2 separate regions of the Rattus norvegicus genome follow, and region 2 is linked to region 1. Evidence: chromatin contacts called from public Hi-C data. All regions are on one chromosome and are shown on one strand. Each heading gives the region's core, a stretch centred on a gene start, on an enhancer-like site or on the middle of the called end of the contact. The rest is flanking DNA. Distances are from core to core; before and after follow the strand shown.

Region 1 (3,353 bases), core at 344-2,843:
CACACATTTTTGTTACACCTCTCCCAATTCCTTATTCATGGCAGCATTGGCATAGCTACACTACACACTCTAAGGAAATCATCCCCAGGAGCTTGATGGGGTCCCTGGAGTCACAGCTATATTCTGGTAGCTGCGGAGAGAAGACATGTTCATTTGATGCTATCAAAGGTTCTAGGACAACCTAAAACTTCTAGTATTGCGTTAGTGGTGTGGGGGGAAAACATTAGCTGCAGTTATGATGCTGCTGCTGTTTAATAAATGCTCTTTGGATTTTAAAATATTAGGGGAAGACATGAGGCCGCAGGGTTGTCAGCCTCACATAAATTCTTGCAGTAACTGTACGCCCAGATGTACAAATGGCAAAGCACTCCAGAAAAGTAGCAACAGCCTATGCAGAATTTACACATTCTCATGAGAAAGAACATCTATAGCCCGCCTCTATATCACTTCCCTGAAATTTGTCTGGGACTTTGTGAGAATTGGATGTAATAAAAATTCAGTGAACCAAAAGTTCCATCCGGGCAGACGTGTGAACTTAGAAGTTTCCGACTAAGACAGTTTGGTCTGTTTTTCATCCCCATGTCCTAGGGACTGTTGGAAGTTTCATTTCATCAGCGGAAAATGAGATGGATTTCTCTCTGGATCCATAAAAATGTACAGTTCTCATTAAATTGTATTAACCATGTTCTCTTTGAGCAGGCGGCTCCTGTGAACACTGCAAATGACCATCTTCAACCACAGGGGGAAAAAAAATCAGTGATAAAAATCATCAATGGCCACTGGTTTACGAAGCAGAAAGCCGTGGGTTCAAAGTGGACCATCTGATTAGAAGAAGGTGCTCCAATCAAGGGTCCACATTCAGAAAGGGGGAGAGAGAAGGCATCGCTTGTTGGAAAATGTGTCCTGACTCCTGATTTACAAAGCTCTCACAACCCTTGCCTCTGCTTTGTTTCTTGAGACTGAAATGAGACTGACACAGGAGCAATGCTGATTGGCTTTGAGGAAAGGTTTCTAAAAAGAAACAAGTGCACAAAAATCAATTAAATCCTTAAGTAAGACTTGATTCCCACTGCTCAGCTCTCCAGACAACACTATCCATCCTGATCATCTCCTTTTGCCAATTGTCTGTTTTCTCTTTGTTCCAATTTCTCTTCTTGCTCTCTCTCTCTCTCTCTCATCTCTTTATTTTATTCATCCTTTTTGTCATGCGCCTCTCAGAATTAAGATTTTCATCTTCAATGCCACATTCTCAAGAAGATGTTGAATTTTTAAAATACAATAAGCTGATACGCAGTCAGGGACTGCCCACGGGCACATTTCGAATTGTGCTAGTATTTCACTGGTCTGAATGGAGACAGGCAGGAGGCTGGGCTTTTGTAGACTTCTGGCACTGCACGGATAAGAAACAAAATAAAGAAAGACCCTCCACGAGCAGCGTGATCTGCGAAGATGAGACAGAGACCCTGGGATCTGAGTGACTGTGAAACACCTCTAATGAACTCTCCGGCTTGGCTCCGCAGGCTCGGCTCGGCTCGGCTCGGCACTCCCTTCCTGAGCAGGGAAGACTACAGAGCAAACCATCAGACTTGAAAGAGCTGCTTGTGGGAGGGAGGAAGACAAAGTCCCAGGCTGGAGGGAGACTCTGCATTAGTGATAAGCCCTCCAGTCTCACAGGCAGACGTTTCTTCCCCCTCCTGCGGAAAAGCATTTTCTTAAACACGCTGGCTTCCTTTGCTGGCGTCCTTCATTAACTTCTGTTTTGCTAATGTGTTTGCTGGAAATAAGCAGAATGGTTTTCTATTTATCTACATATTGAGTAAACAGCTACTGTAAGCCAGTGAGGCAAACAGCAGGGTTGTGTTTGAAGAGTCTTGGAGTTAGAGCAAATCTGGCAAGCATTCACAGACCACAATCAGGGGTTTACAAAAGATGGGAGTTAAGGGGAATCTGAGGCTGAAACACATAAGGTGTCAACACAGATGGATCTATTTTGTCCTGTTAATTTGCGCTCGCTCTCTCTCTCTCTCTCTCTCTCTCTCTCTCTCTCTCTCTCTCTCTCTCTCCACCCCCAGCTCTGTTTGAAAGTGCTGAGGCAAAGATAAAAGTATTACCGAATTAATTACCGCATCAAGTAATAGGATCAGTTCAGGATGAACATATTTAAACCAAATATCAAATTTCACAACAAGAAATGGGGCATTTCTCTGAGCCGATTTTCTTTTAAGAGTTTTGTCTATGACCCTTGGAATACGCTTTTTCAAATGTAAATTTCAACATCAGGAACAATTGATTCTGGCCAATGTTGCTGGAGCAGAGTGGCCCAGCCACAGCTCCTATGGGCAGCTATAGTGTGCAGTGAGCTCCCTCTGTGCACAGAGCAGACCGGGGCTGGGAACCAGGCTGCATCATTTGCTGGAGATAATACACAGTGGCTTGAGTTTCTTTATTAGAAACCAAGGGTATGATGGGAAAAAATCTGATGGAAACCCTAGGCACAATGCACTTTAATTTTTATAGCAAATACACATGAAAGTACAATAATTTAGAAAATGAATTTTCCTCATAATTGAATATTCTATGCAGTAAAAACTCTCGATTCTCAATGTTCAAGGCTACACTTTAACATAGCATTGATTTAGTTTTAATGCGCCAGGCTTTTACATTAGTTTTAAATGTGCTGGTCTTTTAGCCAACTGTACCACTTGTGAGTGTTTTGTAGCATTTATCAGTAGGAGTGCGCATAGCAGGTCATATGCTTTGTCTAATTGTCTCAGCCGTTGAATGGGAAGAGGCACCATATTCAGCTTCCACAGTGCGAACATGAGTAATAAGTAAAGGCAGCGTAGCACCTGGCCAGCTGAACAGCCAGCACCTGCTCACTGTGTTGCTCGTCAGCCTGCAAAACCTTTTGCAAATCAAGAATCTGGTTGTTTGAAATCAAATAGCCCTGACATCTTTTCTTATTTAAAAGAAACTTAAATTGGAACAAATTCAGATTCACAAAAACTTACATCACAACGTCTCTGCTTGGCCTAGATCTCCCAGTTAACATCTTACATAATTGCCGTACATCTGGGAAGGCTGAGAACCTGACATTGATGGATTGCTACTGACTAAACTCCAGACTTACCTTGTTTGAATAACACTGGCCTTTCGAAGAAGGTTCCTTTTGTAAAACGTTCACAATCTACTCTATCTGTTTTTTCTTTTTTCTTTTTTTTCCCTCAAGCCTAGTCTAGGGATGTGGGTTTGAGAAAGATTGCCTCAGATGTACAGCACATTGCCAGCACTTGCCTGTGGGTTCTTCATACCAAAGTTCACAGTGATTAGGTCAGTAGTGGTCGGGTTTCTCC
Region 2 (3,353 bases), core at 577-3,076, 330 kb before region 1:
CTTCATGAATCCTATTTTAATGAGGATAAAGCTAAGGTTTACAGATATGAATTATTGTTCCAATGTCACTTAGGAAGCTAAGTGACTTAGGGCCTAAATACATTTCCCCACTTTTTTGCCCATTCTTCCTCAACCAAACAAGCATCTTGATGAACATCTCCTGCACTAGTTAGGTTAGGGAAATGCTAGGGTAAACTCTATGAAGTTTACAGAGGACACTTTTCCCTCTCCGACATAACAGCACAACGTAAGACTTTAGGAGACAATGCCCGGACAGTGCTTCCTTTGTGAACTGTGTGAAGAGACGAATAAAGCTCTTCCAAGCAAATTTTGGCAAATGCAGCCATAGGACCTTGGTCAGCCTTTCCCTTTCCATGGTCAACCTGTAGGAAACACACCTGTCCACAAAGATAAAGCCAGGGTTGTCCTTTAGGGGAAGACTCCAAGGTTCTCAGGTCTGAAATAAGATAGCATTCTAGGTCCCCTAGTAATTCGCTACACATTCAGTCCCTATACTTTCCTTAAAGGTGTGTGTGTGTGTGTGTGTGTGTGTGTGTGTGTGTGTGTGTGTGTGTTTAGTATATGTGTGGAAGACAGAGGTTGGCACTAGGTATCTCCCTCAATTTCTCTTTACATTAATTTTGAGTTATGGTCTCTCACTGAATCCTAAGTTCCTCAGTTTGACTGGGTTGGCTGCCTAGCAAGCCCTAGGGATCCTCTGAGTCTGTCAGGAATGCCTCCTTATATGGGTGCTAGGGGTGAAAATCAAGTCGTGCTTGCAGACCAAGCCCTTCACAGACTGAACTATCTTCCCAGACACCGTCACTATAAATTTAATAACTGAAGCCTCCTGGCTATTGGGGTGACAGGCAACAAAGACACTGTTCTCAGAAAACGAGAGAACAAACAGTCTTTATGTTTGTCTCTTGCTGAAAGGGAGACTCGGAACGACTGGAGTACCTGAGTGGAGGAGGGGAGTTCCTGAATTTTCAACTATGGTTATGTGTGCTTTTTAAGACCAATGCCTTGATTCCTGGGCAAAGGAGGGTACAGCTCAAGGGAGCAAAGAACGCTTAGACCCCTGGTTCCAGAGTCCCCACAGTGAAAGTGACAGTTGGGGCAGGGTTTCCAATAGTTTTTGTCATCTAAGGTTTTTCTCTCCCCCTCCCCCATTCACCTTGTCATATTCCCCAGAGCCTTCGGCCCCCTCTGAAGTGGCTGAAAATGACAAGTTTCAAAAGCCAGTCCTCTACAAAGATCAAGGAAAACCAGTTCTGATGTCTAAAATAACCCAGCTATGTACCTGACACAACATTTTTTTAAAAATATTAGGTTTTGGGTTTGGTGCAACAACTTAGTTTAGCCTTTTCCCATCCAAGATTTACTTCTGTTTTATAATTTGATTGGGAAATATTTTTTTAATGTTCACAAATAATGACGAGGCTTCTGGAGACGCGCCCCTTCGAAAGCAATTTGAAAGGAATTCCAGGGCAAATTCAATGTGCACAGATACCCGCTCCCCGTCACCCCGGTCCTGAACAATCTATCCATCAGCAAATCCTGCCTGGCGCCTTCAGGTTATGCCAGAACCTAGGTCTGGAAGCCATCCTGCACGCCACCCTAGAGGGCGCGCTGCTTACACTTTCCGCCAACGAGGCGGTCGCGCTGGCTCCCAGGCTCCATAAAAGGGGAGGAGGCGGATCAGTTTCCTTCTCTCATTGAGAAAGCGGAGCGGATTGGAAGGCTGGGCGTATAAAGCCGCGCAGAGAGCGTGAAACAAAGCAGACCGATCGGAATTGGACTTGGGAAGAGATTCACGGAGTCAGGCAGAAAACTTGTTGGAGAGGAGTAAAGAGCCGCTGCCTCTCCTCCTCCAACTCCGCTGCGCTTAAGGGGTTCCCTCCGGCCTTGCGATTTATTTTTATATCCGCTTTTTATAGAGAGAAGTATATATATTTTTTTCTTCTAAAGAGAAAAATTCCTGTTCCAAGAGAAAATAAGGCAACATCAATGAAGGAGAGAAGAGCCAGCCAGAAATTATCCAGTAAATCTATCATGGATCCTAATCAGAACGTGAAATGCAAGATAGTAGTGGTGGGCGACAGCCAGTGTGGGAAAACCGCGCTGCTCCACGTCTTCGCAAAGGACTGCTTCCCCGAAGTGAGTGTGACCCGTACCTCTTTGAGGGGGGTGGCTGATGGGGTTCCCAGTCTGGGGACAGCGTCGTTTCTCTTGCTTCACTGATTTTCTTCTTGAAAGTCTTTCTCATGCCCAGCCTGTCTCTACCGTCACACTGCTGGGAAGCGAAAGTGTCCTGGAAGCCTCTAGGCTGGAACCCGCCAGCATCCTGGGCTCTTGGCCCCAGAAACTTGCTGGTTTCAGTGTGGGAGGCCGGGTGGGGAGACCTGGGTGACTCTCGGGAGGGGGCTGCGCGTTTACTGTGTAGGGAGTGTGCGGTTGGTTGTTGGTGGAGGTTTTTTAATTGGTGGCTTGGGTGTTTTTCAAGTGTTCGATATGCCGGTCATATTTTTAATAATCTCTTTGCCACCCTTCCTTCCTCTTCTGTCCCTTTCGTTCGTCCAGAATTACGTCCCTACGGTGTTTGAGAATTACACTGCCAGTTTTGAAATCGACACACAAAGAATAGAGTTGAGCCTGTGGGACACTTCAGGTAAGACTCAGCACACCGCGTGGCAGTCTGAACCGGTGCGCCCCTGGGCTCGGGATCCGATGCCCTGTCTGCTATCGTGGCTCCTTGAGGGACTTCCAGTCCCCAAGCCGCGGAAAAATGTTATCCTTTCTGGGCAGGGGCGGCAATGGGGGTGATTGTGGTCTTAGGGACAGGAGGACGCTATATGTCCGGGGTGACCCTGCTGGAGGAGCCTCTGGTGGCCGCATGGCCTTGTTTTGTCCTTCCTTGGGGCAGTGCCGGAGCGAGCCGCCAGGGTGGCTCAGTGCTGGAGCATGCAGAGCACCGTGGAACCCTCCGGCTCGCCCAGGAAGCCCCTCGTGGGTGTTATCAGCCATCTGGTCTCGGGGCAGGGGAGCAGGCTGAGCTGGGAGAAGATCCTCGAAACCCTCGGGTTGCATGCGGGTTCCGGGCTGGGGGAGATGGGTGAATGGCCGGAGCCAGCGCCCGTGACGCCTACTCTCAGGAATGCGCTGGTGGTGCCGGCAGCGGCCACCGCGGGGCCTCCGCCCCCGCAGCCTCAGTGTCACCGGCGCAGAGCGGCTTCTGCGGGCGCCGGGGGATCACTCTGTGCCAGCTCTTCGAACATACATACCACTCCCTACCCCTTTGCCTTTGCCTCTGTCTCGCCCGCCTGCAGGGCCGCAGGCAGCACCCCCTCGCC

Evidence for each region. Hi-C and Micro-C count contacts between places; a contact is called where the count stands out from the background.
Region 2: a Hi-C map of psoas muscle shows a contact between it and region 1, with 3 times the contacts expected there. The contact joins the promoter of Rnd3 here to the enhancer-like site in region 1. A contact is called at or near these places in 3 of 12 Hi-C or Micro-C datasets (the A7r5 cell line, mammary epithelial cells and psoas muscle).

Annotation. Positions count from the first base shown.
Region 1 is chr3:55,670,666-55,674,018 of GRCr8, reverse strand. No RefSeq gene overlaps it. Among named protein-coding and RNA genes, the nearest start is that of Rnd3, 330 kb to the left of the region's middle. Within about 2 kb of position 1,593, at least 13 of the 93 cell types and tissues checked have an H3K27ac peak or open chromatin away from gene starts, as enhancers often do.
Region 2 is chr3:55,996,967-56,000,319 of GRCr8, reverse strand. Rnd3 (Rho family GTPase 3) reads left to right here and starts at 1,826. Exons shown (of 5, transcript NM_001007641.2): 1 at 1,826-2,160; 2 at 2,584-2,671. The coding sequence starts at 2,011.